7 separate regions of the Mus musculus genome follow, and all the other regions are linked to region 7. The links are chromatin contacts, called in public Hi-C, HiChIP or PLAC-seq, Micro-C and promoter capture Hi-C maps. All regions are on one chromosome and are shown on one strand. The core of a region is the stretch at or near the end of the contact, and the rest is flanking DNA. Distances in the headings are between cores, read along the strand shown. Region 1 overlaps Smad6 (SMAD family member 6). Region 2 holds the start of Anp32a (acidic (leucine-rich) nuclear phosphoprotein 32 family, member A). Region 3 holds the start of Smad6 (SMAD family member 6). Region 4 overlaps Smad6 (SMAD family member 6). Region 5 holds the start of 1110036E04Rik (RIKEN cDNA 1110036E04 gene). Region 6 has its middle 49 kb from the start of Gm39359. Region 7 holds the start of Skor1 (SKI family transcriptional corepressor 1).

Region 1 (3,697 bases), core at 893-3,392, 830 kb before region 7:
CCTTCCATGTGCTAAGCCCTGGTGGGAGAGAGACCGCGCTCCTACAGGGACGCTTAGTGAGGGCGCTGTGTGTCTGTGCATCTGTGTACTTGTGAGGGCTCTGGAGAAAGAATTCTGCCACCTGGGTTGGCCCATTCTGTGGGATGCTGGGGGAGGTGCTGGTGACTCAGATCTGGAGACATTTCTTGGGACAGAATCAGAGCAAGGGGCCTAGAGTCTCCTCACCTGCTGATTGTTAGCCTCAGATGGCAGCCTGAATGGTACCTGGAGCTACATGTGAAAGGGTACTCTCTTCCCACCCCACCGTTCCGTGGCCCTCCAAACAGGCTGCACAACAAGAAACCAAAGTCCAGGCATCTCCCAAGCCTCCGCTTTCTTAATATCAAAGTCATGTGTCAAGGTCAAAGACAATACATCGTAAAGCTGACTGGTGGGGGAGGTGGCCTTCCAAGGAGGAAGCCACTTGACCACTCTGGGTGGGTGGTCTTTCCTAGCCTGTCTTAGCGGGTCGCTGTGGAAGGTGCTTGGACACATGGGACCTTGGCTTCTGACTCAACCAGCATGCATAGCACTTTCACAGGCCCAGGGAGAACCCAGGAGGAGAAGAAAAAAGTCTCAGATACACTAGTGATTTCTCAGGTCTCCTGGTGACTTGGTGACCCCTGGAGCTCTATGGCCATCTTGCCTTTCCTTTGTCCCTTTTGTGTGAAACACTTCAGCACAGCACTCTGCTAATGGACTCTCAAGGCTTGGCACGAGCTTTCACTCCCTCGCTCGCTCAGCTTTGCTTTAAGTCAGTCACCAAGGCCCAGGAAGCTGGTGTTGTCTCACTACTTGTAGAATCTGGGATGAGGGGCAGGTGGTAAGGCTGAGGCTGTGGCCAGGAATGGGTGGGAAGAGTCCCTGACCTGGCCTGGTGTCATCTTGGCAGTGGGCAGCTTCTGTGGGTGAGTGTGGCCATCTCCGCTGAGTCCCATAGCTTCTCTGTAGTACTACTGCTCTGAGCTCCATGACTTCCCAATCCCTCCTGGAGTTTGGTTCCCTCGGGTGACCTTGGCCATACCTAAGCAGGCAAGCAATGTTGGCTTGGGGCTTCTCTCCCAAATCCCTCAGTGGCCCTCTGTAAGAGATGTCAGAGGTCATTCAGCTCTCAAGTGTCCCTTCCAGGGGACTGGGACAACGGCTGGGTCGGTGAAGAGCTTGCCACACAAGCACTTGAGTTTGGAACTCCAGAACCCATGTGAAAAGCCGGGCACGGTGGCTCATGCTTGTTATCCTGGTGCTGGGGAGGTAGAGACAGAGAGCATTTCTGGATAGCCAGTCTCACCACAGGAGAGACTTCTTAGTTCAATGAGAGACCCTGCCTCAAAAAATAAGGAAGCGAGCAAGGGAGGAAGACACGTGACAGTTGACCTCTGGCCTCTACACAAACCCACACATACCTGTCCACACACATGCACACATGGGAACACATACATAGACATACACCCCCACCCCCAACACACACAGAGAAAATAAAAATTAAAAGATTCCTTCCATAGCTGGGGAAACTAGGCTCCCAGAAAGGAAGAGACTTGTGCCAGAGTCAATGGTATCAGAGACTTGGCCACAATGTGTGGTGACCCTCACTTAGAGGCAGGAGTGTGCCTTGCCCTGCCCCCACCATGGTAGACTGGTTCCTGCGATTCACAGCTTTCTCTGCCTTGCCTGGAACAGGCCTTCCCAGCTGCAAAGCCCTGGCTAAAGGCTTCATAACTCTGTGGAGTTTGGGGGGAAGCAGGTGTTGCTGAGGGCAAGAGTGACATATGGGGGCTCAGGACACCTCCCTCCGGTACCTCTCAGGAGTGCCACAGCTGGTCTCCCCAGGCTCCCTATCCTTGCCAGCCCCTTGCTGGCATGTCCTTAATGTACCGTCCTTAAGTGTCAGAGACAAAGGGCCAGCTCCCATCCCCTCAACCCTCCCATTCTAAGGCTCCTAATTCTGTCATCGCAGAAACAGCCACTGTCACTGGCAGGCTGTTCTTGGCCTGTGTCTCGTGATGCCTGTATTCTGCAGCCTGGTGACTCTCTACCTAGGAGGGGCGACCTTGTTTTGTGATGAAGGACTGTTCTGTTTTGGCACAGTCAGCCACACTCCCTCTATCCAGGCAGTGTTTTCCGACTCCCGCACTTGCCTATGGACACGCAGGCACGCCATCCATAGTCCTGTGTGCAGCTCTGCAAACTCTCCTGGGTGGGAGGAGCTTAACACCGCGGGAACCGCCTTGAATTTAATTATGTGTGCAGGGTCTGTAGGGAGTGTGGGGTGGGGATGAGTTGTGTGCATGGGAGTGCAGTTCCTGAAGAATCCAGAAGGTTGTCCGATCCTCTACAGCTGGGAGCGCAGCAGGTACAGGTGCTGGGAACTGACTGAACTCTAGTCTTGTCCGAGCCGTGCCGACCCGTCTCTGCCGCCTCCGGCTGTCCTCCACTGTCCAGTGGAGGAAACACTTGCCCTCCTTGCTGCATGTCCACTGTATGGGTTTCTCAGAGTCTCTGTGGCGGGAGGTGAGACTCTGAAATGAGAGCCTGCTAGCTGATTGGCAGGGCCATTGCAGTGTGATCTCCCGGAGTTCTGATGCCTGTCTTGAGGGTGGGGTACAGTTACTAACCATCCTGATTTTACAAATGGGTTCTCGGAGAAAAACACACCTTTTGACTCTAGACCTGTAGGTCATGACCCCCTTGGGGTAGCAAACAACCCTTTCACAGGAGTCACATGAGAACAATTGGGAAACATAGTTATTTACATTGTGATTCCTAATAGTAACAAAATTACAGTTATGAAGTAGCAACAAAATGATTTTATGGGAGGGAGTCACCACAACATGAGGAACTATGTTAAAGGGAAGGAAGCCCAGCCGCTGTAGACAGTGGTATTAGAGCTCAGAACTTCACTCAAGACTCCATCGCGAGGGTTGCGATGAGACTCTGACTCCTGAGGAAACTCTTGGCAGCATCAAGATGGACTGGGGCGAGGATGAGGATGGGGCTCACAGGGTTGGGCATACAGGACGCCTTACTCACAATCCCTCTTCTGTTGCTCATTTGCTGTGTAACCTTGGATAAACGTCTTTCCCTTTCTGGCCCTGTAAAGTAGTACAGGGTAGTACTTAGGGTAGGTTATAGCTGAGCTCAAGAGTCATCCAGCAGACACTCTCATAGCCCACAGGATGTTAACAAGCAGGTCTTTCTGGACTTCCAGGCCCCATCATCAAAACAGGGCTGTATTCCCTGCTGCGTGGCAAAGACCATCTCACTACCATCTCGCTAGGCCTCAGTTTCCCATTTGTACCAGGAGATGATGTTCAGATTCTCTCAGGCAGGATGGAGAGAGACAGGCAGCTGTCACATATTTGTTTTAGATCGGTGACTGGAGGACTCCTCCAGAGGTTGCACTGGGGTGAGGATGGAGGGCAGCGTGTGTGTGCGTGTGTGTATGTGTGTGTGTGTGTCACTGTTAAATGTCAAGGCGGATCTGAGGTCCTGTGTAACTTCCTCTAGAACATGTGCTTATCATGGGCTAAGCCCTCAGTTTCATCCCCCACAGTACACACTCGAGTCCCAAGATGTCCTCACCACATCTTCCTTAGTGGCTTTACCACCAGGCCACACTGGTCACTTATCCCAGCCCGGAAGCCTGGCAGCCGTGGTCCCC
Region 2 (3,851 bases), core at 713-3,212, 810 kb after region 7:
TAAGGCTGTAGCACGTCTCCAGTGCACAGCTGCGTGAGGATGGGCGGTCGGCAGAAAGGAGCTTGTTTTCAAAAGTCTTACTCAGGTTTAGAAGGAGGAATTAGGAGAAAAGAGGAAATGAGGCCTGCCTTTGTCAGGATTCGAGGGGTCAAGTGGCTGGAGGGGCGACAGGTCAGCACAACGTGCTACGCGAGCCCCCAACTCGCCCGAGCCCCAGACCCTCAGGCTAGACCCGAGATCTTTCCCGCCCGCGAGCTCCTGCTCCCTACTACCGAGCCTAGAGGGGAAGTTGGCTAGGGTTTCCACCGCAGACCCTAAGGTCTCTCGAATGGGTCAACTCGCAGACAACACGAGTGCGTGAAAGCGAGAGGGAGACAAAAATAAACAGTAGCTTTCGAGTCACCCACCAACCCTCACTTCCCCTTGCAGTGGGCTCGCGCCCAGCCTCCCTGTTCCCACCGGTGTAAGTTTCCTCCTGCCATACTCCCGCCGCTGCCCAATCCATAACGGCTACGGCCAGACGAACTGCCCATCCCAGAGCTGCGTGCCTGCCGTGCCCGCAAGAATGTAGACTGGGTCGGTCCCCACAGCGGCACTAGCTCTGGGCAGCTCGGGTTCTGATAAAGTTTCTCGTGCCCATTTATTAACCAAGCGCCGAATGGCTGCCAGGGAGCCCACCCCAGGAGAAGCAAGGACCGGGAAGGTGGGGTGTCTGCTGCCGATGAGGCGTCAGGGTGCCAAGGCTGGCATCTGGGGAGGGAGCCGGGGGCCAGAACGGGACGCAGCCTCCGGGCAACTTACATTAGCGACGCTCGTGGTTGGGGAGGCGCGAGGATTATCTGAGCATTTGCACACTTCACAATCCCTCCCCCTTAACCTAAGGTACCCCCCCTCCCTTTCCGCGAGGAAGAAGGGAGAAAAGACAGCATCTGGCCCAAAGGTGGGGTGGAAAGAGTGAGAGAGAAAGGAGAAGGAAGGCAGACAGAGAAAGGGAGGGAGGGAGAGAAAGGGCGCGTTCACGAACACGACAAAGTTACAAATATGGCTCCCCACCTCTCGCCTCATCCCCGCAGAGAAACGAAGACGCGCTTTAAACTCGAGCCATCTCCCAACTCCGCAGCAGTCGGGTCCCCACGCGCTCTCCCCGGGGTCCTCGGGCTACATTGATCAGAAACTATACCGGACTCGCGAAGCCCAAAACTTATTGTGTGCGAGCGAGCGAAAGAGACTGCAAAGGGAGGGGGCAGGCGCGGGAGGGGGCGGAAAGGGGGTTACGCTTCTAAAATATAACAACCCCTTTTTGTTGTTTAATCCAGGAGGCAGCCCATCTTCTCCTCCCCTCGATCATCTTTTCCATCCAGATGCAAGTCGTGGGAGCTGAGAGCTCGGACGAGGGTGAAATTGCCGCCTTCCCTCCGACCCGAACGCGTGCGCCCCGCCGGCCCCCCGCTGGGTGCACACTCGCACGCACACCCTCGCACCCATACCCGCACACGCGGGAGCACACGCACAGGTAGTCAGTCACACACCAAGGGCAGCAGCGACGGCGGACGAAACATGCTCCGGTGGCATTGCAACCCCCCCCACCCCCGCCATCCAACCTTGCAATTCATTTGCAGTCAGACCCCAAACCCCACACCTTCCCCGGAGCCCCCCTCCATAAAAAAGTGCCTTCCCCCCAAAACACACACGCACACATAACACAAAGTAGGAGAATGGACCGACAGAGATATTTTTGGCAAATGCTCACATCAGAGGGCGTCCTGTTCCGCAGCTCTAAATAAATCCGTTTGTCCATCTCCATCTCTCGCGCTCTCTCTTTCTGCAGAGGATCCTGCGCCAGCGGAATTCAATCAATAAACCCCGAACCCACGGCCGCGCGTTTTAGGACTTTGAAGGCTCAACCAGCTCCGCTCGGTTCTCGAGCCCCCAGCACCCGCGGCGCACACTAACCTGATCGCCGTAGAGGCGGGACCTGCGGCTCCTTGCGTGGAGCGGCGGCAACAAGAGCCAATCAAATGGCGAGGCTTCGGACGCCAGCCAATAGTGGTGGTGGCGGCGGGGGGCAGGGTCCAATGGGCATCCTGCGCAGCGGGCCAGGGAGGCTCAGCCATTTGGCTGTGGTGCCGGAGACGGACCCCTTTAGATACCGGGGCCGCCGAAGAGGAGCGCGGCTGCACCTTGGTGGTTGCGCGCTGGGGGCGGGAGGGAAGGCAGGGCAGGTGCGTGGACCTGAAGGTTCGTGGCCGGGGGCGGGGCCGCAGGTGCGTGGACACGGGAGGGGCGGGGTCCTTGCGGGGGCATCCTCTGGGTGCTGGGCGGGCGGACGAGGCCTGGGGCGCGCGGGCACAAGGCAGGCCCAAGGAGGGCGCGCATTTTTGGAGCGCACGAAGGACAAATCCCACCACACACACACACACCCCGGGATGCCCACTTGGCACAACCCCTCCGACCGGTCTGCTCCCATCTCCGCAATTAAATAATCAAGTCTTAAGTGCATGACGCTCCCACATCCAAAGGAGCGAGGGCGCGATCTCGACCCCAGAGGCTTGGCAATCTGATGCCCTGTCTTAAAAGAAGCAATTCCCCGAGAGTCATCGGGGGGATCTTGTATAGGGCAATTAATGAATGGAAAGGCCGCAGATGGAGAACTGTATAAAATATTAAAAAGTGGAAAAGGAAGGTGCTGGGAACTGCCGATTCTCAGAGCCGAACATAATTGACGGGCTTTATAGGATTTTTTGAGAGAGAGCGTTGCACGTTTCATTCTAATCGTTTGGTTGGATCTGCATTGCCAAAGAGTCGCTAACTGGGGGCACTTACGCCAGGTCTTACAGTTGCTTTGGGTTTTGTTTTTGTTCGACCACGTTACGTTTTTTAAGAAACCTTTACAGCCCTGGTTCCCATTGGGTTACCAGCTTCCTATGGGCAGCCCTCGGACCTCATGGTACTATGTGGATGTCCGGCTGTGAACAAATTACGGGATACATGTTTAATTTTATTCACACAACTTTATCATAGTGTCTTTTCCTATGTGTCTTCATCTACACGCTTCTGCAAACACCCCCAAAGTAATTCTTTTTTTGAGACATTAGAACTAAGTATTTTATTTAGTTAGTTCTTTTAGATCAAACAAATGGATTTGAAAGCTGATAAATGTTTATTCTAAGTAGCTGGAAGTACAAAATAAAACCATTTCGTCTGGGTAAATATGTAATTTCTTTACGTTGTTCATTTGACATTTCTTATCCTTAGATTTTTGTTAATTTTTACAAAGGCTGTATATCTGGAATGTTTCAATTGTATTGTTTCCTTTTAAAAACACAAAGAACTCCAAATTATCTCTTTGCCAATGTATCAGCTCATGTTTCTGGATAAGGTTTTTAAAGCAATAATAGTTTTTCATTACAAATATTTTAAGAAGGTGTAGTGTACAAAATCTGTTATAGCAGAAGTCTTGAAGTTCTTGTTCTTTTGGATGGTAAATGCTCGCTTGCTTCTTAAACACTGAAGTTGAGGACCTGCTATCAGCAGTGTTGTGAGAGAGTCCTTTCCAAGGAATAACTCTCAAAACACATCGGAGCAAGGAGGTGTCCATTCTACCTCCTCTGCTAAGAAGCCAAGAGCTCAAGTGACAGGGACAGAAGAAAACAGAATTGTGAAGAGGTGGAAGTTTCATATGAAGAGAAACCAAAGTGTTAGAGACTAATTAGAATAGAAAACTGAAAGTGTTAGACATCACTTCATTTTGGAGCATCTTCCTTTTACAAATTTTGAAGAACAGCTTTTGCATTTAGTGTCACAAAACTGAAAGATGGCTTTTACTCGGTGTCAGTCAGTATAGAAGCTGA
Region 3 (3,988 bases), core at 1,260-3,759, 880 kb before region 7:
ACTTTAGTGATATCCCATCTCTCCAGCGCCTAGCTTAAGGTAGCAGGCTTCTTAAGGTCCTGTTTTAGTCTCTCCTAGCCTGGTATACCTCAGGGAGAGATGCTTGTGCTCAGAGTAAGGAGCAGGAGGGACAGAAAGTCTCAACTCATACTCCTCACCAGGAGTAGGGATGTGGGGAGACTTCTGTAAGGATCCTCCCCTACTGTGAGGGAGGCCTTGCAGATTGTCTACAGGCAGGGAACTCTTTCAGGAGTCTTGGTGTCTTTGACACTCATACTTCTTTCTAGCTGGGTTCAAGTCCCACCCGATCAGGGATGACAAACTTGTGCAGGCTATTGTGTCCAAGGCCTTGGCACTCTATATAATGGTGGTTGCCAGCTACCCTCATCTCCAGAGTCTTGTAGTGGGGAGTTGTGGCCTCCGTATGAAATGTCCATCCAGCAGGTCTAATAGAGGCAGTACCATGCACCTTATTTGGGAAACCACACACCTAAAAGCGATGTTGTGACATCACATAGTTACATGCCTCTCCCTGCTGTTGGGGAGTGGGGGTGAGAACTTGGAGCTCTCTGGTTTTGGTGTCTTAGTGCTCTCAATAGGTTTCAAATTAAATGAGCAAGTTTCTGTGCCTCAGTTTCTCATCTGTACACAGAGAAAATAAAACCCATTAGCTGTTTAGGCTTGAAACTTCTGCTACCATGGTAAAGAGCTCAAAGCATCTGCTCTTATTGTAACCCAGAGGCAAGGCAACAAAATCTTCGTAAGAGAGAACATAATTGGCTTCTCTTTGTATTTATTATTTTATTTTGGGAGACTTTCGGAGACAGGGTCTTACGCAGGCCCAGGCTGGCTTCCAGGTCTCTGTGTAGCCCAGGAGAGCACTGAACTCCTGATTCTCTTTCCTCTACCTCCCAAGTGCTGTACTCATGGGTGTGCACAATCCTGTAGGCTCTCTTTGCGTTTTAGGATCATCAACTTCTTCAGGGATGAACGGAAGCTAAAAGACAAGTTTGTGTGGGCGCTTCTTGCCCACTTTTGATGTATGCACTTATTAGTAAGGATTTCCTAGAATCTTGAGAAACCAAGGCCAGGACAGCTACTCATATTCACCTTGGCCAAAATAGTGAAGGGTGGGTGTGACAATCGGCCCTGCAGCACTGGAGTACCTGGCTCCAGGTAAGACTCAGGGAAGTAGTCTGTATCTTTCCTACACACACGACCCTTCCCCCAGCGCACTTCCAGACCCGTTCCTGGACTTGCACACCACCTTCGCTACAGCAGTCCAGAGCACAGGTATCCTAAAGGGGATCACAAGTCCGCGCCCCATCCTCCCCACTCCGCCTCCCGCGGGGTGCGGCGTCAAGCCCCAGGCCAATGAGAGTAGCGGAATTTCTTTCATTGAGCTCGGGGCCCCGCTCCTGCCCGGAAAGGGGCGTGGTGCTGCGCCGGGGGTGGGGCCGCGGCGCGCCAGGGGAGGGCGGGGCCGGCCCTGCGGCTGGGCCAATCGGCGCCACGCCCGGGAGGGGGAGGGGGAACCAGGCCTTTTTTCCCCTCCGCGCGGGGCCAATCCTGACTTTACAAGCTTGAACTTTTGCCACCCTCGGACTAGCAAGCACGCCCGAGGAGGTACCCCGCCGCGCCGGCTCCAGGGCAGGAGCGGCCTTAACCCTTCCCATGCCGGGTCCCCAAGTCTGTCCCCAACTTGCCCCCGTTTTTATAGTGAAACATAACTGGGGAAAGCACGCCCCTCTATCACTCTCGAAGGGGCATAAGGTAAATCCTCGAAGGGAGAAGAAAGCGCCTGGCCTTGAGAGGAGCCTAGGACGCCAGGAGGGAGAGCCGGGGCGACCAGGAGGAGCCATCCAAGAGCACTCCTGCCTCTACCCCACCCTGTCCAAGTCCCCACCTCGGGCTATCCTGGAGCTCCCTCGATCACCCGCCCCCCAGTGTAGCCTAGGCGGAGAGACCCCTAATTTTGGGCAGGGGGTGCGTGGAGCCTTCATAGGACACGGAAGAAACCCGCTATCCCAACTTCGCCGCCGCCCCCCAACTCCCCAGAGACGGAGGGCAGGAAGGCGCACACACACGCCCATTTTTATTAGCCCGCGCTGAGGCTGGGGGTTTGGACTGACTCTAAAGTGCTATGCGCGTTTGCAAGTTTGGGCACAAGCCAGAGAGAGGCAAAGGGCCGCCTCGGAGTCCGGGTCGCGGTGGGTTCACCCAGCAGAGCTGGGCATCAGGGTGTGAGTGTTTGTTAGCGCGTGTGCGGGACGGCTGGTATCCGTGCCCAAGGCACGACGTGAGCTTGAGAGTGAGTCGCGGGCACTGTCAGCCTCGGGGCGGGGGTGCTGGGGCGGGCGAGGGGCGGGGGCCCGCGTTCGGCCCGCCCCGGGAACCAGCCCCCTCGGAGCCTCGGGCTCAGCAATGGGACGTGTTCTCCTTTAAGAGTTAAGAAACTTGAAACCTTGTTTGCGCAACAATCAGCGCCGCGGAGCCGCCAAAGTGTCTAGACTGGCATATGATGGGAGGCAGCCAATGACTCCGCGGCGCTCCTCCGGGGGCCCTCAGTGTGCGTTTGAGGAGAACAAAAAAGAGAGAGAGCGCCGAGAGGGGGAACGAGCGAGGGAGCTGAGTCCAGAGAAAGAGCCGCCGGGCGCTGCCTCGCCAAACCTCGCTGGGACCGCGGGGCCACCAGGAGGCACTTTGGTGAAGGGGGGGGGGGGCGACCTCGGCAGCCGCGGCGCCCGAAGCGACCCAGCGCAGCGTGGGGCGGGCTGCGACCTCTGCTTCGGTGGATTGCATTTTTAATTAAGGATTCCTAGCAGCTCTTTGGGATTTTTTTTTTCCGGCTTCCACTCATGTGTTGACACCCGCGTTCAGGAGAGACTTGCCCCAAGTGCACCGAGCGCCCGGGACCTGAGACGGAATTGCTTTTCGTGCGTGCAAAATCCAAGCATTTTGAGTTTTGTTTGGGACCTTTTTCTTGCTTTGCTTTTATTTCTATTTTTATTTTGTTGCAGGGATATGGGAGTTATCCACAAGCCTTAGTTTCGGATCCTGCAGGGAAAGCCCATGTAGCATAGCTTGGCTTTTGAAGGCAGAGTTGTGCAGACACATTTGGGGGCACGACGCAAGCGCTTTGTGCTCGTGTACCAGCCGCGCAACTTTTGAAGGCTCGCCGGCCCATGCAGGGTGTCTCTAGCATCGTTTCGCTGGTGGCTTCCCTAAGGCTCCAAAGCAGCTGGAGTTGAGCGGTCCCGGCCCATCGTGATCCATGTAGCCCGCTGGTCCCTCGCGGACTGAGGCTCAACACGCGCGTGTTCCCGGCCCGGCCCGGCCCGGCTTGGCCCGGCGCGAGCTCCCTCATGTTGCAGCCCTGCGGTGCCCCTTCGACGACAGGCTGTGCGCGGTCTGCACGGCGCCCCGCGGCAGAGCTTCATGTGGGGCTGCGGCCCGCTCAGCCGGCGCCTCGTTGAGGGAACGGACCCCCGGTAACCGGAGACCGCCTCCCCTCCCACCACCCCAGGCGCCAAAGGGTATCGTATGTTCAGGTCTAAACGTTCGGGGCTGGTGCGGCGACTTTGGCGAAGTCGTGTGGTCCCTGATCGGGAGGAAGGCAGCGGCGGCGGCGGTGGTGTCGACGAGGATGGGAGCCTGGGCAGCCGAGCTGAGCCTGCCCCGCGGGCACGAGAGGGCGGAGGCTGCAGCCGCTCCGAAGTCCGCTCGGTAGCCCCGCGGCGGCCCCGGGACGCGGTGGGACCGCGAGGCGCCGCGATCGCGGGCAGGCGCCGGCGCACAGGGGGCCTCCCGAGGCCCGTGTCGGAGTCGGGGGCCGGGGCTGGGGGCTCCCCGCTGGATGTGGCGGAGCCTGGAGGCCCAGGCTGGCTGCCTGAGAGTGACTGCGAGACGGTGACCTGCTGTCTCTTCTCCGAACGGGACGCAGCAGGCGCGCCCCGGGACTCTGGCGATCCCCAAGCCAGACAGTCCC
Region 4 (3,930 bases), core at 711-3,210, 810 kb before region 7:
CGCCCCCCCCAAGGCCATCATTAGGGACTGACATACGACGTTCAGGTTTAAATAGATAGCCCCGTCCAAGGGGCGATCCTGCACGAGCATCATTGGCTTGTTATTGCCTAGGATCCAGTCCCTCCTGCAAGGTGGCCTGACAAGTTGTCAGAACAGTGTGAAATCTCTGTTCTCCCTCTTGCTGACACCAGCCTTCTGCCTTTTCCTGCTCCCAGCATGAGATTCCTGGGGAAATTCCAATTCCTTGGGGACAATTGTCTGATGGCCAAAGGGAGGGTCACAAGTGTCTCTCAGAATATTTTCTGTAGGGATTGTTACCGTTGCTGGTGAGTGGCAGGGCTGGACTTTGCACACAGGCTTCCTTGCTCCTGATCCAGTGCGTGAAACCCATGCCCTCTGCGGAGATACCACTGGTCCCAGCTCCATTGAGCGGTTTCTACTGTGACATGTATAAGTCACTTCACCTCTTTGGACCTCCCCTCAGTCGTCGGTCCAGTGGACTTCCTGTTCCTGGGCTCCCCTCTCTTCTTGCTGGCATTCTCCCTTTCTGTACCCATCTCGCTTTTGCCAGCAGAGCAACCAAGTAGCCATGTGGGGCGGGAGGACAGCACGGTCTCCACACTGGAGACCCACAGTTAAAAGAGCCCCTGCGGTGGGCCCGGTGCAGGCCCGCAGCAGCGGTGGCCAGATCTCTTGTGATGTAATGAGCGATTAGGAACTTCCTCTTGGAAGCCAGGCTTCCTCTGGGAGCCCGAGGTGCTGGCTCTGAGGTGGGGGGTTGGGGAGGTGGGGGGGAGCTAGGAGGAGGAAACTCCTGTCAGCTGGGCCAGCCCGCGTTCAGCAGAGGCTCGCTCGGCTGGCTCTGAGCTGCTGACCATTAACGTGGCCCTGTGTGCATTCTTTCTCTGCTTTTCTGAAGCAGCCAGGGGCAAGGACAGGCCCTCCCTCCCCTGTGAGGAAGGCCAGGACCATTAATGAATGCTGCTGGCTGGACTGGCTGCAAACCTGAAGCCATTTCTTCGGCCCCAAAGGACAAAGGAGAGTTCCTTGGAAACTCGTTTCTTCCCCTCAGTTTGATAACAAAAACTACTTATCTAATGGGCAAATAAGGCTTTAAAAGGGGTGTTAGGTTAACCAGATGCAGGGCCTGCGTAATTGTTCCCAGGCTCTGGAGCCACAGATGAAACGCTGCCGGTTGGATGAAGGGAACTTGAAGCCACAGGCATGACTTGGGACAGAAGAAAGTAGTTTTCCAGGAGAGTGGGAGGCCCCCATGCAAAGGGCTGAGAGAAAGCCCTAGGCTGATTTCCAGTTCTGCCACCAACTTGCTGTGTGACCCCTGAGCTAGTTGCTTTCTGGATTTTAGAGAGCTGGTCTCTTCTCTTCTCGGCACGCCACAGGGAGTGGATTTGGTTCTTGTCTGAAGCTTACTGCCAAGCAGTCTTTATTGGTTGTTTTTAATTGGTGGCAAGGACGGTGGTATAAGCTAGGGAGATGTGAAGCCCAGCAGATATTAGGGATACGGTGGGGACGGACCACCCCACAAACCTCCCGGGAGTGCTTTGTCTTCTCGCCAGACTGGGACATGTTTTGGTCCCTTCTTGGGATGGCCCACCCTGGGCATTTGTGGTCAGAAGGCGGAGAGAGGGCAGGAGAAGACATTTCACTGTGTTCGTGCTTTAGCTGGATCCTGTGAGGGAGCACACCACCGCGCTCCTGCACTTTGTTTTGACAGAAAATTGCTGATTCGAATAAGCTTAAAGACATTTCTTGGGATTCCACCGCTCTCCACCTCCTCCGGACTCCAGCCAGCCCCCTTGAGGTCCAGTACCCCCCTCCCACACACACAAAATTACATGTTGGTCTCTAGGCACCCTGGCTGGGCAGAGAGCTCTGGAGGAAGGCATGGCAGACTGTGGCTGGGCCGAGCAAGGGAGACGGCCTTTGTTGAGGCTGTTTGCCTGGTGCTCAGAGAAGGCTGCCACCACCCTCTGGTGGCAGGAATGTGGGTACCTCTGGGAGACAATGGGGGCGAGGGGCTGTCACCTGGGGGACCTTCTGAGACTCCTGTAGATGTCAGTAGCTACAGCCAAAACCTGCTTAGCCTAGTGTTTAGGTTGTGGTGACTCTTCTGGGGTGTATATATACACCCCGATTCCCATCGTTCCTGTCTTGGAAGTTCTCTCCTTCCTGTGTACCTACTCCTCAGGTTATCAACTGCCCTGATTCTCCTCCTCCTCTTCCTCCTCCTCTTCTTCCTTCCTCCTTCCTTTTCTTTGTATGTATTTACTGCAGTCTTAGGGGATGGAACCTGGGGCCTTGAACATGTAGCCCAGAACTCCTCACTGAGAGCTGCCGCCCACCTTTGCTATTGCATGTTTTATCAGCTGTTCTGCCTATGGAGAACTTCCCGCCTCTGCCTTTCAGTGGATTTTCTGTGTGTGACTTCCTTCTCCAAGCAGGCGCACTTAAGGGTGGTCCATTCTGCTGTGCGTTTGGTGTTTGTGGAGTTGGTTGGTTCCTTTCTTTGCTAACCCGTGTCCCTGAGAGAGCCACACCATCCCCCTGTTGGAGACCGGCTGAGCAGGGCTCCCAGCAAGGGACTGGCTAGAGTTTGCTGGGACATAGAAATTCAGAGCTGCACATTATAGCTACTTCCTCGGAGAGGACCGAGGCTGAGAAAGGAGGCAGTTAACTGATCCTGGCTAGAAGGCAGGGCTCCCAGCGTTTCTCCTCCCACCCACCCCTCCCAGCGGGACCCGTTGCTGGCTGGGAACTAGGCCAGGCCCTGAGCAGGCCAGGGATTGGGGAGGGGAGGGAGGAGGGAGAAGCGTGAGTTTCGGTCAGACCTCGGTCACCTTTGATGTTGCTCTGGTCTGACTCCCCCGGTATTTATTTGCAATTAAAGAGATGGTTCCTAATTAGGCTGGTGGCTGTGGAAGATGACAGGGCCAGAGCTTTGGAACCCCAAAGAGAGAAGGCTCTTTCTACAAGACACTGTCCCTGATGAGTAGAGTAGGGCCATGTGGGCTCATGGGTGCAGCCTGCCTGCTCTACATCACTGAAGCACACCAGCGCACAGCATACAGGTCTCCACAAAATTGAGTTCTTGGAGCTTGTGAGCGTTGAGCATGGAGCCACAGCTGGGCTCATTCTAGATCGTAAGTGTTCTTTCCATCCCTTCTGTTACAGGGCAGGTCGGTCACCACAGGTGCCAGTCCAGGAACTAACCGAGGTGCTTTACAGAGAGTGTAAAGGGCCCTCCCACTCACAGTCCTCTTGGAGCACCTCGAAGCTTGAGTCCCCTTGCCTGGGTTGTTGCAACAGGCCTGGAGCCAGTGAGCGAGATGACGGTCTCTTTCTGTGTATGCTTGATTTACTGTTTGAGTTTCTAGAGAGTCCAACAGTGGCCCCCGGTGAGCAGAGCCCTCGATGACTGATAAGTTCTTACAAAGGAAGAGAGGCGAGGTTTGGGTACATGGAGAAGCTTGCCAGTCAGGTGGCTGCAGCCATGTGTTTACCTCATTCAAGGATTTTAAGTCCTAGTCCCAACTTTGCCATCTCTGATGGGTGGCCTCAGGCAAATCATTATAACCCGGGTGCCACCTTCCAGAGATAAGGCCACTGAGGTCCACGTGTGGAACCCACAGGTCCTCTCTAGACCAAGGTTTCTTTAGTTTGTGTCAGGAGGAAATGTTTGAAAACAAATACCCACAGGACAAAACCAAGCAGATTGATCAGTGCTGTAGCTACCCACCCCATTCCCACTTAAACGTGGGGCTTGGGCATCAGTGCCATGGCTACCCACCCTATTCCCATTTAAACGTGTGGCTTGGGCTTGGGTGTAGCTCAGTGGTAGAGCTCCTACCAAGCAAGCCTAAAGGCCTGGGTTCACTCCCTCCCTCTCTCTCTCTCTCTCTCTCTCTCTCT
Region 5 (3,640 bases), core at 361-2,860, 900 kb before region 7:
AATGGGAGTCCATGATAAGGGCCTCATTTTGTCTTAATGACCGTGTGTGTGTGTCTGTCTGTCTGTGTGTGTGTGTTTTCGGGATGCACATGTGTGTACCTGTGAAAGCCAGAGGGCAAACTTGGATTTCATTCCCTGGGCTCTGTTCATCTTGTTTTCCAAAGCAGGAGTCTCTTACTGGCTAAGAACTCACTGACTGTCCGGACTGCTGGCCACAGAGCCACAGGGATCTCCCTGACTCTGCCTCTGACACTGGAGGAGTTTCATGTGTGTACCACCATGATGATGTCTGCTTCTACATGTATTCTGAGGATCAAATTCAGTTTCAAGGTACAGGCAAGACAAACACTACTAACTGAGCCACCTCCCCAGCCTCCATAACAACTTCTAAACAGCCCCTACTTCCAAGTACAGCCCAGTTCTGAAGTACTAGATGCCAGCCAGTCAGTCAACATGAACTTGGTGATGCCACAATTTTGCTTATAACAAAATCCAACGGCTATCAGTGCTCATCCCTGGGCTGAGGGGATAGACTTGGAACTTCCAGGAAGCTGGAAGCATTCCAAGAAGATTTCCTGGAAGGGAAACTTCAAATCTTGGTCAAAAGGGAATCAGAAGGAAAGACTGGAAATTCCAGGCAAATGAAACAGCAAGAACACAAGCCTGGAAACAGGACGCGTTTCAGGAAAGATAAGCTGGTGACTGTCTGGATGAGTCACGGGCAGAGTCTCCCAGAAGGTAACGTTGTGAAATGCCTTGGATGTTGGAGAGGCTCGGGGCTTGATTCTGCTTCAATAAGGACCCATTGAGAACATCTGAGCTCAAGAAAGAGGAGGGTTGTACTTTGGGCCAGAATCAGGGAAATCGCTGTGTGGAGCAGGCTTGCCATTTAGAGCATGCGACAGAGAAGCCCCTGGCTTGCTGATTACACACGGCTGGAGTCGCCACCAAGTTTTTGATTCAAAGTGCCTTGATAGCCCCTGAGCGTATTTTGGATTTTGTTTTTTGCTTTTTTTTTCCCTTCGCCCAACTTCTCAGGGCTGCTACTCTTGATGGCCCGTGAGATTTAGGAAGCACCGGAATTTTACTAGGCAGAGAGAGCAGAGTCCCGGCAGGCAGAGGTGTGGCTGCTCCTCTCCCCTCCTGACTAGGCAATCACCCTGGAGGACAGCAAGGCCAAGGCCTCAGGGGAGGTGGCGCCAGTTCTGGAGAGTCATCTTGTGTCTGGTTGCCATGGCATCCGGCACTGCATAGGAGGGCCAATCCGGCTCCCCCGCCGGAAATAGGGTGATCACCTGGCCTCCGCGCTTTCCACAGCGCCGCGGGGTTTTCTGTTTGTTTGGTTTGGTTTGGAAGCAAACACCAAATAGTTAAACTTCCCGGAGCTTGTATCCGGCAGAACAATTCTACGGAAGATACTTTCCTTTTCAAGCTGGGGGCCGTTGAGTCTAAGCTCGTCTTGGCTCCGCTTGGTTTGGCCCTTTTACTCCGGCCACGCCCACTCCAGTCCAAGCTGGCCTTCTCTGCCTTTGGCTGTGCTCACCTGCTACCTCGTGAAGAGCAAGGTCCCTGGAGTCCTGCTGCCCTTCCTGCTGGTCATGGGGAAGATCCTCAACTCCTTTGTAGTCATACCCTCACCTGAAGTTTGGGAGTAAGACACCACCTCCTCGGGTTGCTAGGAGGAGTAACTGAGGGTGAACTTGGAAATCCCCCGGATACTACAAAACAGTACAACGGGCACGTGAAGCTGCATTAACAGCTCTCATTATTTTTACCTTTGCTCTTTTGTAGTGGCTTAGTCACCGGCCTCACACGCTTTATTGATTTTTACCCACACTGGGTATGGTGGAGAACTGTGAGTTCAAGGCCAGCGTTGGCTGTGTAGTTTGAAGCCAGACTGCACTCCCTTAAGACTCAGCTTTGGGGGCGGAGCACTGGTGGCGCACGCCTTTAATCCCAGCACTTGGGAGGCAGAGTTTGAGGCCAACATGGTCTACAGAGTGAGTTCCAGGACAGCCAGGGCTACACAGAGAAAAAACAAAACAAAACAACAAACAAACAAAAAAAGACTCAGCCTTGGAAAGACATAAAACAAACAAAAAAATTCCATTACAGCTTAATTCAGAATAAAAAGAGAGAGACTATAATCCAATTTAAGAGAAATACAGTATACAGTGTCTGCTTAGCTTCAACCAGGCCCTCAAACCTTGCGTCCTGGCTTTCTAGGCCAGGATTTCTGCCTCCTACCCGTATCATCTCCTACCTAAGCACTCACAGGAAGTGAGAGATCAGGCAGAACACAAGCTGGCTCCTGCAGTAAACGGCTTCAAAAACTCCTTCTCTCTCATAAAATCCAGATGCATGCTTTCATGCTCAGGACTTTTACGCCCGACCTACACTGCCGCTTCCTGTTTAGTGTCTGCCACCAAGACTAAGGTGTCCCCTGGAATTTCTTAACCATTCCATGCTCTTTATATATGTCAGTCTCTCTGCTTGGGATCCTCTAAGCTCCATTTTTCTTTTTGTTGTTGTTTTGTTTTTTTTTTTCTTCCTCACTTTAAGAGAGATACCATCAAGACTGTAGTGTCCCACTGGGATTTCAATGTGAGTGTGTGTGTGTGTGTGTGTGTGTGTGTGTGTGTGTAAGCACTTAAACACTCAGTATGTAAGCTGTGAAGGCTCCGAGGAAGGCTATGGAGGCAACCAATGGGGCCTTTCTGCAGAGAAACTCTGTGAAGCATTACTTCCTTGGCTGCCCAGGTTCCTGTTCACACTGCGTCTACTCTGCCTCTTTTCTCCCCGGGTCACATCTCTTACTGAGCTCCCCAGGAAGAGCGGCTCTTCCCAGGGACTTCGTGGCCCATCCAAGCTAGCCAGGCCCGGCTCTACTTAGCTTCTGGGATCGGATTAGATCAGGAGTGTTCAGATGATGTGGCAGAAGACCTTGCCGGGGACTTTGATACATGGAGACATGGGAGACATGTAGTAACCTTGGCTATTTGGGGGTAGCCAAGTAGAGACTAAGTGACCCCAGGCAGCTTTGTTTCAAGGTGCAAAGAGCATGTGCTTCCTGTGGGGCCCAGGCCCCTCATCTTGCCCTAAGGGAGGATCTTTGAGGGGATTCAGCCTCTAGTTAGGTGAAGTGCCAGTAGGGTCCCAGGGCTTAGAAAGATGCTTGCTCTTCACATCCTCAACTGTGTGCTCTGTTTGCATCTGATCCGTTATTTACTTATTTCCTGTATATTTATCTGTGTCTCTCTGTGTGTCTGCATGTTTGTGAGTGTGCCCATGGAGGTTGGATGAAGGCATTGGATCCCCTAGAGCTGGAGTTACAGATAATTGTGAGATACCCACCACAGGTGCTAGGAACTGAACCTGGTTACTCTGGAAGAGTAGCAAGCGCTCTTACCACAGAGCTGTATCTCTGGCCCACAACCCCACAACTTATTTTTAAAATGTATATGTGTGGGCAGAGGGTACAGCTTGGCTGGTGCAATGCTTACCCAGCATATGTAAAGCCCTCACTGGGTTCAATCCCCAGCATCACGTCGTGCCTGATGCCCTTAGCTCTAATCAGAGCACTGAGGAGGAGTAGGCAAAAAGCATCGGAAATGCCAAGATAAGATCGTCCTTGGTTACT
Region 6 (4,142 bases), core at 1,333-3,832, 700 kb before region 7:
CTTAGGTCCACGTTCTCTCAGGAGCCTGCCTTTGTCCCAGCTCTCCTGGGTTGGCCCCAGTGCCCGCTGGAGACTCCCCAATACTGTTCACAGCCTCAGCACAAGGCTGGCCCTGCTTCTGCCCAGGCTGCCCCAGCACAAGGTGTGTGCACAGGCACGTGTGCTGGATGCCCCGTTGAGTCTAGACACCTCTGTGTGACCAAGACCTTGGGGGCATTACTACATCTGAGCCTCAGTTTCCCCTCTAAATAGGAGGGCTGTGCCATTGGGTCTTCTAAGTGGAAGTGGAAGAACTGTGTGGAAATTTGCACATCACAGTGGAGGGAACTCTGCCCAGCTCAGGAAAGGCCAACATGACTGTGCAGAGGGAGGCTTTAGTAATTATTTTTTATTCTTTTTTTTTTTTTTTTTAAGATTTATTTATTTATTATATGTAAGTACACTGTAGCTGTCTTCAGACACACCAGAAGAGGGAGTCAGATCTTGTTACGGATGGTTGTGAGCCACCATGTGGTTGCTGGGATTTGAACTCTGGACCTTCGGAAGAGCAGTCGGGTGCTCTAACCCACTGAGCCATCTCACCAGCCCTATTTTTTATTCTTAACTTATTTATTTTTGAGTTTGGGGGACAGGATCTCTTCCTTTAGTTCAGGCTTTAAACTCATGATCATCCTGAAAGCTGGGATCACAGGTGTCGTCTGATCACAGCACGCCTGCTATGAGAAGATTCTAGAGTTTCTTTCAGTCCTTCATAGATGGCCCCTTATATAGCATTAGCTTAGCGGCTGGGAATGCGAGTTCTCAGCGCACCACAAACGTATGCATGCTCTTTGGCAAATCCACAAGTTCTTTTTCAGTGAAGGCCACAGAAAGGCAGCTGCCCAAAGTGCCAGGAGTGCTCTGTTAGCCATTACAGAGACTCCTGGAGACCGTGGTTCTCCACTCTCAAAGGGGAGTTGACTCAGACACACCACCACCACCACCACCTCAAGGCTTTTACAGTGCCAGTTTCCATAGCATCCCATGTCCCACCTTAGTCCTATGAACATTTGACGTATGCTGTCTCCTGCATCCATTCGTGCTTCCCCCCCTCTGCAGATGACAGATAAGGGGCGTGGTCTTGATCCTCTGTCTTGCTGGGGGAAGGGGTGCTGATGGGCCTCTCCACTCTGCTGGCCACATTTGGAGCTGTTCCCCAAATCCTCTGCCCTGGGCCCCTGCCCCTGGCCTATCAAGACCCTCTCTACACCAGGAAACAGGTGCATCCCCCCCCCCGAATTCCTGACTCTCCTACTTCCCACAGCTCTGTAGGGAAACAACCATCCCCTTCCAGGGACCAGAGTACCCTTCTCGACCCTCAAGCTCCCATCTCTCCAGTTCTCCTCTTCACTGGGGGGAAAAATCCACCCAACAGACCAAACCTGGGGGTCAACAGACTCTGAAATGCACAAGGACTGCTGAGCTCAGGCACCGCTAAACCCCAGCCTGGAACTCAGAAAGGACTCCCCTCCCCAAGACAATGCTTTCTCTTTCCTTATCACAAACCTGATACCCAGGCTAAGGATGTGGCTCAGCTGAGACAGTGGTACAGTGTTTGCCTAGGGTGCGTGAAGCCCATGGTTCAATTCCACCACCACATAAACCAGTGTGGTGATGCTTACCAGCAAGTCTAGAACTAAGGAGGTGGAGGCAGGAGGATCAAGAAGTTCAGGGTCATCCTCGCTACACAGTGAATTTTGAGGCTAGCCTGGGATACATGAGACCCTGTGTCAAAACAACAAGCAAAATCCCTAACATTAACTATCTTCTTGATAGTTCATCTGTACCCTCCTCAGGGTCCTGAGGCCCACCTCTGCCTCAGCCCAGGGCATCCCTGATGGCCAGCCATTATGCCTCCTGCTGCTTGGTATGACTTCATTCCCACCCCACCTCCCACTTCCAACGTCTCTTTCTGATTTGTTCTCTGATTTGCTAGAGGTGATGTTTAAATGAGCTACCCTCATTACTCTGACAAGGGATCAGAATTTTTGAGAGCCTTCTTCCCCACGTCCTGTAAGAAGTGAGTGACATACCATTCCTGGGAAGATCTGGACATCCAGTAAACAAATGATTCACCTCCCAAATTAGGATATGTGTGAGCAAGGAGGGCTCATTCTAGTCAGGCATGGCAGTAGGTGTGACCCAGGCTTCCCTGGACTTGTGGCTGCCTGGAGACTATGGACTGGGGTCTGTTCTCTCTTTCCCTTGTTACGTCCTGTGGAAGGATGGACATTTTTCATGGTCTTCAGTGTAGTACACATGGAGGTTTAGAGTTGGAAGGTGATATGCTCACTGCCAGGAGAAGTCTCGCCCTTCCAGCCAGCATATTGCTAGTTTGTAGACTAGCACAGACAATGGGCCTGTTCTTTGAATAGTTCTCAGCACTTCTGGGACTTCAAAGACAAAAGACACCAGTATTTTTATGGTCCAGGTAAGAAGAAACCCAGGGTAGATGCAAAGGCTGATTGAGGTGTCTTCTTCATGCACCATCCATAAGAAATCCATTTAGTCAAGTGCGGCACTGTGCCATGATCACCACAAGAGGGCGCTCACACACAGACAAAGACACACTCCATCTGTATTTTCCGCAAACTAGTGCCACCATCTCACCTGTAGGTTGACTGTTTAATTTTCATTCTGAAGTAATGATGCACCCGTAGGGAAGTTGTGAATGTTTTACTCGTGATATTTAAGCCTTCCACAGATGCTGCTGGAATGCTGACCCAAGCCTACTGTGTGTGAGTCTTCAGGTATGTTCCTGTTTTCAGGGACATCTAAGTCACGAGCATCAGTGCCACCTGGTTGAGGCCCACCCTCAGTGGCCAGGGTCACTCGATGACATCTTCTAGCAGGTGGTGTCACCTCTCTGTCTATTCCATCGGGTTTTCTGCAGCACCGCTGTTGGAGGTGACCTCTAGCTAGGGACATTAGAGGCGTCTCCATACAGCCCCCTTGCTGGAAGAGGCTCCAGGCAACTGTAGGCTCTGGAGCTGGTCTCCTTGTGAGCGGTTGGCACCATCGATGCCCAGTGACATTCAGTCTGGTACCTTTCCTGTTCTAGAACCTTCACTGACAGGGAGGAGTCAGGCATCCACCATTGTCACTGTGGACACTTAGACTGATTGGTCCTCAGGTGACCAGTGGCCTGTCTCTGCTGCTACCCCTCCCCCAGGCGTCCCAGCCTCACCTCTCAGAGCCTCACCCTCCTCCACAGACCAGAGCAGCCACTTCCTCCCTGTCCTTGCACTGATCCTCAGCAGGGTCCGTTTCCCTCCTGAGGTCTGTACTGCCCTGGCAGGTGGCTATGCCTCACACTGGGCAGGTTCTGTCCCTAGGGTCCCCCAAGAGGTCATCTGTATCCTGCACTTCCACCTCTGTATTTTGAACTGAGGGGGAAAGTTTGCTGGAAACTGGATTGACTCTTGGCTTTTCCCAAGGCGGGGTTAACATTCCATCATACCTTCATACCCCATCACTTCACACTGTCATTCCCACTTGTCCTGTCCGTCAATGCAGGGTGTGTGTGTGTGTGTGTGTGTGTGTGTGTGTGTGTGTGTGTGTGTGTTCACTGCTTCTTTGGAGAACCCTAGGGGCTCCAACACAAACAGCAATGGCATATCATCCCATCCATCTTACCCCTGGGACATACCGCCTTTTGACTGGCACCGGTGCCCCTTTCAATCCCCAGTGGGCTATGAGACTCTGGCTGGGCATCTAAGAGAAATCTAGTACAGCTTTGATAGACAGCGTGATGGATAGTTTTAATTGTCAACTTGACAGAAAGTGGGATCACCTGGTAAGAGAGTCTTGACTGCGGGACCGTCTAGATCAATTGGCCTGTGTGCACGTGTTGAGGGTATTGCCTTGCTTTTGCTAATTGAGATGGGATGATCCAGCCCACTGTGGGCAGCACCATTCCCTAGGTTTGGATCCTGGATCGTATGAGTGGAGAAAGCAACTGAGAGTCTGGTGCACACATTCGTTCTCTCTCAGCTCTCTAGTGGATGCGACGTGACATGCTGCTTCAAGTTCCCCAGCCTCGATGGAAGAAACCCGGATTCATGAGCAAGTCAATCTTTAATCCCACGGGATGTTTTCGTTGG
Region 7 (3,943 bases), core at 1,438-3,937:
CCCGGTTGCGCTCCCCAGCGCTCAGTACTCCATCCCAGTCTGGACGGCCCGTCTGGGTCTCCAGGGCAAACTCTTAGTTCCACTGTCCTTGCAGCGGGAGCGCGATGTGACCCTCCCTACTCCCCTTTCTTTTGAGTAACCCTCAACTCCACCACCCAGCCCGGCTTCGGGCCCTCGGTGGCAATGGCTAGCTTTGGACCCTAGCGCTTGGTTATGGGGGGCGGGGGGGACTTTCTGATCCCCTCCATCCCTTCCGCCCACTCGGCCTCTCTGGCTCGCGCAGGGCCGCAGGTGCGAGCCGCGGGCCGCAGGTGGGCGGCCGCTTACCTGGGGCGCACAGGCCCTGGGGCTGCGGAGAGGCGGCGGGCGCGGCGCGTGGCCCGCGGGCGGGCGCACCCGGGGAGGGCGCGAGGGACAGCGAGGGGTGGTGGGTGTGGCGCCCCGGCTCGCAGCTGTCAGGCGCTCCCGCCCAGCGCCGGCCTCGCCACTCCCGCCTGTGACCGAGGCCGTGCCCGCCGCTGCGCCATGAGCTCTAGGCTTCGGCTTCTTCTTCGGGCCAGTCCCCGGCCTCGGGGGCGGCGGTTCCGGGCACCGGGCTCCGTTCCGGGGACCCTGGCGCCCCGTGCCTGTTGAGAGCGGGAGGGGCCGCGGGTGGCAGCGCGGGGAGCGGGGTTGCGCGGCTGTGCGCGCGCGCGGGGAGGGGCCGCGCCGTCACCCGGAGAGCCCGGCGGATCCCCGACTCCCGCCCGCCGCTCCGCCCGCCGCGCACCTCCGCTCGCCGCTTGCCCGGCTCCAGCCGCCCGCACGGTGAGTACCTGCGATCGCGAGCCCACAGCCCCCGCGCCGGCCGCCGCAGCGCTTCTTTCGTTGACTTCTCCTTTAGACTCTGTGGCGGTTGTTTCCTATCCTAACAAACGACTCCACAGCCTCGCTGCCACCGCTGCCCACCTCCCGCCTGCTTAACCTCGCTAGGCTCGCCCCTCGAGCCACAGGAGCGGGCCAGGGGGTCCCCATGCCGCCCTGAGCACTGCTCCTTGTCCCTGAGTGCGGCCCTTCGTTGGTGCTTTCTTCTTTGGCCCTCGAAATGCTGTTTCCTTCCTAGGGTCCCTCACTTCTCCGGGCTCCAAGGCCAAAAGCCCTTTGGGAAAACCCCTTGGGGACTCAGGAGCCCCAGCTTCAGGTGGACGCTCCAGGCTCAGGGTGTCCTCTTCACTCTATGCGGGCCCGGTACATTTGCCCAGAAATCCCAGAAGCCATCGTCATTTCCCACAGCTGCGGGCCCCCTTAGCCACCTCCTCAGCCTGTGTGAGAGCCGTCCCTGGGACACCTAGCTCGCCTTGTTGACCCCTCAGCCAGGGAGTTAGCACAGTAGTTTGCTTGCCTCCTAAAATGTTACTGGGGATTTCAGTGACAAGGGAGGATCAACTTGCCTCAGTTTGACTGGAAGAGATGAAACAGATAATAAATAGGTTGATACTTGAACAAGATACAAGATAGATGGGAGAAAGAGCGGTGAGCTGGCAGCGACAGACAGCTCAGGGACAGATAAGATCGACAAATAAGTATCTAAGCAAACAGAGGGAGGGAAAGATACCTGCAGACCAAAGATGCCAGGTTCTTAGCTTTGGAATTCGGATCCCTGTTAGAGTGAAGCTACCCCTCTGAAATGGATTTGCTTTTCCAGCCAAGTTCGGAGGAGGGAGTCCTAGGGACTAGATTGGCGGCAAGAGCGCCTGCCGCCCAGCATTGGGTCCATGGAGCCCTGAGTGTCTGAAGACACGTGAGGTGACTGGGCGACCTAGAAGGCCCTAAACATCAATTCCTGGGTCCTCCACCAGGCTAGACTGTGGATACAGCTTCCTCTCTGCCTTCTCCAGAGATCAAAGCGAGGGACCAGCAGCAACTTTTTAGTGCTTGGAGTTTTACAGTGGCTTCCAAGAGTGGCCAAGATTCCTTCTAGCCCATCTGAGCTGATGTCGGGGCATGAAGGATACTCAAAGAGGAGTCACCCCCACAAAAGGAGCAGCCCAGAGCCTGGGGAGCCTGTGTTGGGTCTGAGTAAGAAAAGCTGTGTGGAAGAGGACAGAAAGCTCAGGGGCATGTTTCCAAAGCTAAAAAGTGACTCCAGAGAAACGCCTGTGAGAACCTCTCTGTCCCAAGCGCTGACAAGAGGGGAGCCGGCTTTAGTCTGGAATGCAGCTAAAAAATGCAGAAAATGTGGTTAGAGACTGCGTGATCCCGGCCTAACTGATGGCTGGCAAGAAAGCGTTTTGTAAACCCAGCTGGACTCTTTCTGCTCAAGGAACACCGGGCTCAAGGAGTCAGAAGAGAAGTACAGGTTTGTGCAAACCGGTACTGTTGTCCCTGGAAGCCGGTCACCACGAAGATAGGTGCATTGGGGGCCACCCGAGGTCGTGGTGCACGCGACAAGCTTTGGAAAGGGTAGGGTTCAGCACCGCGAACAGCAGTGGCCTCCTCCTCTTCCTTCTATCCTCCTCCTTCAACCTCCATCCCTCCCCCTTCTCCCTGCCCCCACCCCTACATCCTGCAGTTTGTGATGGGCAGTGAGTGCCCCTCCTTCGCCTCCCCACCTCTCCCTTCACTGCCCCCGCCCGCACGCGTGCATGCGCGACTGAGCAGAGGGGCCGCTGGTCCCTGAAGTCCGGGCTTCAGGACCCTGGCGGGCAGGGCGAGCTGTGAGGTAGCTGAAGGCACGCAAACCTGAGTGCCGGCTGGAAAGCCTGGATTTGGCTATGGCATTGCTGTGTGGCCTTGGGCAAGTCACTCTCCGTCTCTGGGTCCCACTTCCTTTCCAATCTGAAAACAGGATTGGTTTCCTGGCAGCCGGGGCTTTCCTGAGGTTTCGATTTTCCCTTTTCCTCCCTTAGCCCCCCGGGTGCTTTTGTTTCAGCTCAGAAGCTGGTCTGAATAACAAAAGGGGCCAGTCCGTGGGACGAATGAGCTTGAGCTCCCCACTGCCAAGTAACCCCCTCGCACCCCACACGTTGCGCCCCGCTGGGCGGGCCTGAACCTAGGTAGCGGCGCTAAAAAAATGGCTCATCTGCTCTCTGCTCTCTCTGTTTCGCAGGAGCGGCGGCATGGAGGCTCTCACCACTCAGCTGGGGCCGGGACGCGAGGGCAGCTCCTCTCCCAACTCCAAGCAAGAGCTGCAGCCCTACTCGGGATCCAGCGCCCTTAAACCCAACCAGGTGGGCGAGACGTCGCTGTACGGGGTACCCATCGTGTCGCTGGTCATTGATGGGCAGGAGCGCCTGTGCCTAGCCCAGATCTCCAACACCCTGCTCAAAAACTACAGCTACAATGAGATCCACAACCGCCGCGTGGCCCTGGGCATCACATGCGTGCAATGCACGCCGGTGCAGCTGGAGATACTGCGTCGGGCCGGGGCCATGCCCATCTCCTCTCGCCGCTGTGGTATGATCACAAAACGAGAGGCCGAACGCCTGTGCAAGTCGTTCCTGGGCGAGCACAAGCCCCCCAAACTGCCTGAGAACTTCGCCTTTGACGTGGTGCACGAGTGCGCATGGGGCTCTCGGGGCAGCTTCATCCCTGCCCGTTACAACAGCTCTCGTGCTAAGTGCATCAAGTGCGGCTACTGCAGTATGTATTTCTCTCCCAACAAGTTCATCTTCCATTCGCACCGCACACCCGACGCCAAGTACACTCAGCCCGACGCCGCCAACTTTAACTCGTGGCGTCGGCACCTCAAACTCAGTGACAAGTCGGCCACCGACGAACTGAGCCACGCTTGGGAGGACGTCAAGGCTATGTTTAATGGCGGTACGCGCAAGCGGACCTTCTCCCTGCAAGGGGGCGGCGGAGGCGGCGCTAATAGCGGGTCTGGTGGTGCAGGGAAGGGCGGCGCTGGTGGCGGTGGCGGTCCAGGGTGCGGCTCAGAGATGGCCCCAGGCCCACCGCCCCA

What was found. Promoter capture Hi-C pulls out the DNA fragments that hold promoters and counts their contacts. Hi-C and Micro-C count contacts between places; a contact is called where the count stands out from the background. HiChIP or PLAC-seq counts read pairs in DNA pulled down with a chosen protein or histone mark.
Region 1: a contact with region 7 is called in a Micro-C map of embryonic stem cells, with 1.9 times the contacts expected there. The contact joins the enhancer-like site here to the promoter of Skor1 in region 7. A contact is called at or near these places in 3 of 39 promoter capture datasets (embryonic stem cells, hippocampal neurons and stem cell-derived epiblast-like cells), 2 of 484 Hi-C or Micro-C datasets (both in embryonic stem cells) and 4 of 115 datasets of contacts at active chromatin or transcription factors (embryonic forebrain, embryonic stem cells and forebrain).
Region 2: a contact with region 7 is called in a Micro-C map of embryonic stem cells, with 8 times the contacts expected there. The contact joins the promoter of Anp32a here to the promoter of Skor1 in region 7. A contact is called at or near these places in 1 of 39 promoter capture datasets (embryonic stem cells), 8 of 484 Hi-C or Micro-C datasets (CD8 T cells, embryonic stem cells, regulatory T cells and 2 more), 11 of 115 datasets of contacts at active chromatin or transcription factors (the NIH/3T3 cell line, embryonic forebrain, embryonic limb bud and 4 more) and 1 of 9 other capture datasets (adipose tissue).
Region 3: a promoter capture Hi-C map of embryonic stem cells shows a contact between it and region 7, with 28 times the contacts expected there. The contact joins the promoter of Smad6 here to the promoter of Skor1 in region 7. A contact is called at or near these places in 6 of 39 promoter capture datasets (the 3T3-L1 cell line, cranial neural crest, embryonic stem cells and 1 more), 1 of 15 datasets of contacts at CTCF or cohesin (stem cell-derived epiblast-like cells), 26 of 484 Hi-C or Micro-C datasets (B cells, CD8 T cells, cortical neurons and 6 more), 10 of 115 datasets of contacts at active chromatin or transcription factors (bone marrow-derived macrophages, embryonic forebrain, embryonic hindbrain and 3 more) and 2 of 9 other capture datasets (embryonic stem cells and liver).
Region 4: a contact with region 7 is called in a promoter capture Hi-C map of embryonic stem cells, with 7 times the contacts expected there. The contact joins the enhancer-like site here to the promoter of Skor1 in region 7. A contact is called at or near these places in 4 of 39 promoter capture datasets (embryonic stem cells, hippocampal neurons and stem cell-derived epiblast-like cells), 1 of 484 Hi-C or Micro-C datasets (embryonic stem cells) and 8 of 115 datasets of contacts at active chromatin or transcription factors (T-cell acute lymphoblastic leukemia, astrocytes, bone marrow-derived macrophages and 4 more).
Region 5: a contact with region 7 is called in an H3K4me3 HiChIP or PLAC-seq map of embryonic stem cells, with 7 read pairs. The contact joins the promoter of 1110036E04Rik here to the promoter of Skor1 in region 7. A contact is called at or near these places in 3 of 39 promoter capture datasets (the C10 cell line, hippocampal neurons and stem cell-derived epiblast-like cells), 1 of 484 Hi-C or Micro-C datasets (embryonic stem cells), 6 of 115 datasets of contacts at active chromatin or transcription factors (bone marrow-derived macrophages, embryonic forebrain, embryonic stem cells and 2 more) and 1 of 9 other capture datasets (liver).
Region 6: a contact with region 7 is called in a Hi-C map of bone marrow-derived macrophages, with 19 read pairs. The contact joins the enhancer-like site here to the promoter of Skor1 in region 7. A contact is called at or near these places in 23 of 39 promoter capture datasets (the 3T3-L1 cell line, 3T3-L1-derived adipocytes, the C10 cell line and 15 more), 7 of 15 datasets of contacts at CTCF or cohesin (the NIH/3T3 cell line, embryonic stem cells, large pre-B cells and 2 more), 199 of 484 Hi-C or Micro-C datasets (the 63-12 cell line, the AML12 cell line, the AtT-20 cell line and 102 more), 49 of 115 datasets of contacts at active chromatin or transcription factors (the 230-238 cell line, DN3 thymocytes, the HPC-7 cell line and 31 more) and 5 of 9 other capture datasets (embryonic stem cells, embryonic tail, liver and 2 more).

Annotation. Positions count from the first base shown.
Region 1 is chr9:63,974,701-63,978,397 of GRCm38.p6, reverse strand. All of the region lies in intron 3 of Smad6 (SMAD family member 6), which reads left to right. Among named protein-coding and RNA genes, the nearest start is that of Gm36033, 32 kb to the right of the region's middle. Within about 2 kb of position 2,142, at least 28 of the 459 cell types and tissues checked have an H3K27ac peak or open chromatin away from gene starts, as enhancers often do. A contact at or near this core is called in embryonic stem cells, where this site is marked.
Region 2 is chr9:62,339,454-62,343,304 of GRCm38.p6, reverse strand. Anp32a (acidic (leucine-rich) nuclear phosphoprotein 32 family, member A) reads right to left here and starts at 1,962. Exons shown (of 7, transcript NM_009672.3): 1 at 1,751-1,962. The coding sequence starts at 1,804. It overlaps Gm20346 (predicted gene, 20346), which reads left to right. Exons shown (of 2, transcript NM_001378702.1): 2 at 1,317-1,803. The coding sequence ends at 1,381.
Region 3 is chr9:64,020,580-64,024,567 of GRCm38.p6, reverse strand. Smad6 (SMAD family member 6) reads left to right here and starts at 2,509. Exons shown (of 4, transcript NM_008542.3): 1 at 2,509-3,988. The coding sequence starts at 3,544.
Region 4 is chr9:63,957,346-63,961,275 of GRCm38.p6, reverse strand. The region is part of intron 3 of Smad6 (SMAD family member 6); the gene reads left to right. Among named protein-coding and RNA genes, the nearest start is that of Gm36033, 15 kb to the right of the region's middle. RefSeq lists an enhancer at 1-2,961. Within about 2 kb of position 1,960, at least 136 of the 459 cell types and tissues checked have an H3K27ac peak or open chromatin away from gene starts, as enhancers often do. A contact at or near this core is called in astrocytes, bone marrow-derived macrophages, craniofacial prominence and 4 more, where this site is marked.
Region 5 is chr9:64,047,799-64,051,438 of GRCm38.p6, reverse strand. It overlaps 1110036E04Rik (RIKEN cDNA 1110036E04 gene), which reads right to left and starts at 1,610. Exons shown (of 3, transcript NR_040713.1): 1 at 1,544-1,610.
Region 6 is chr9:63,842,766-63,846,907 of GRCm38.p6, reverse strand. No RefSeq gene overlaps it. Among named protein-coding and RNA genes, the nearest start is that of Gm39359, 49 kb to the right of the region's middle. Within about 2 kb of position 2,582, at least 6 of the 459 cell types and tissues checked have an H3K27ac peak or open chromatin away from gene starts, as enhancers often do. A contact at or near this core is called in the SCID.adh cell line and bone marrow-derived macrophages, where this site is marked.
Region 7 is chr9:63,145,724-63,149,666 of GRCm38.p6, reverse strand. Skor1 (SKI family transcriptional corepressor 1) reads left to right here and starts at 2,687. Exons shown (of 9, transcript NM_172446.3): 1 at 2,687-2,860; 2 at 3,089-3,943. The coding sequence starts at 2,754.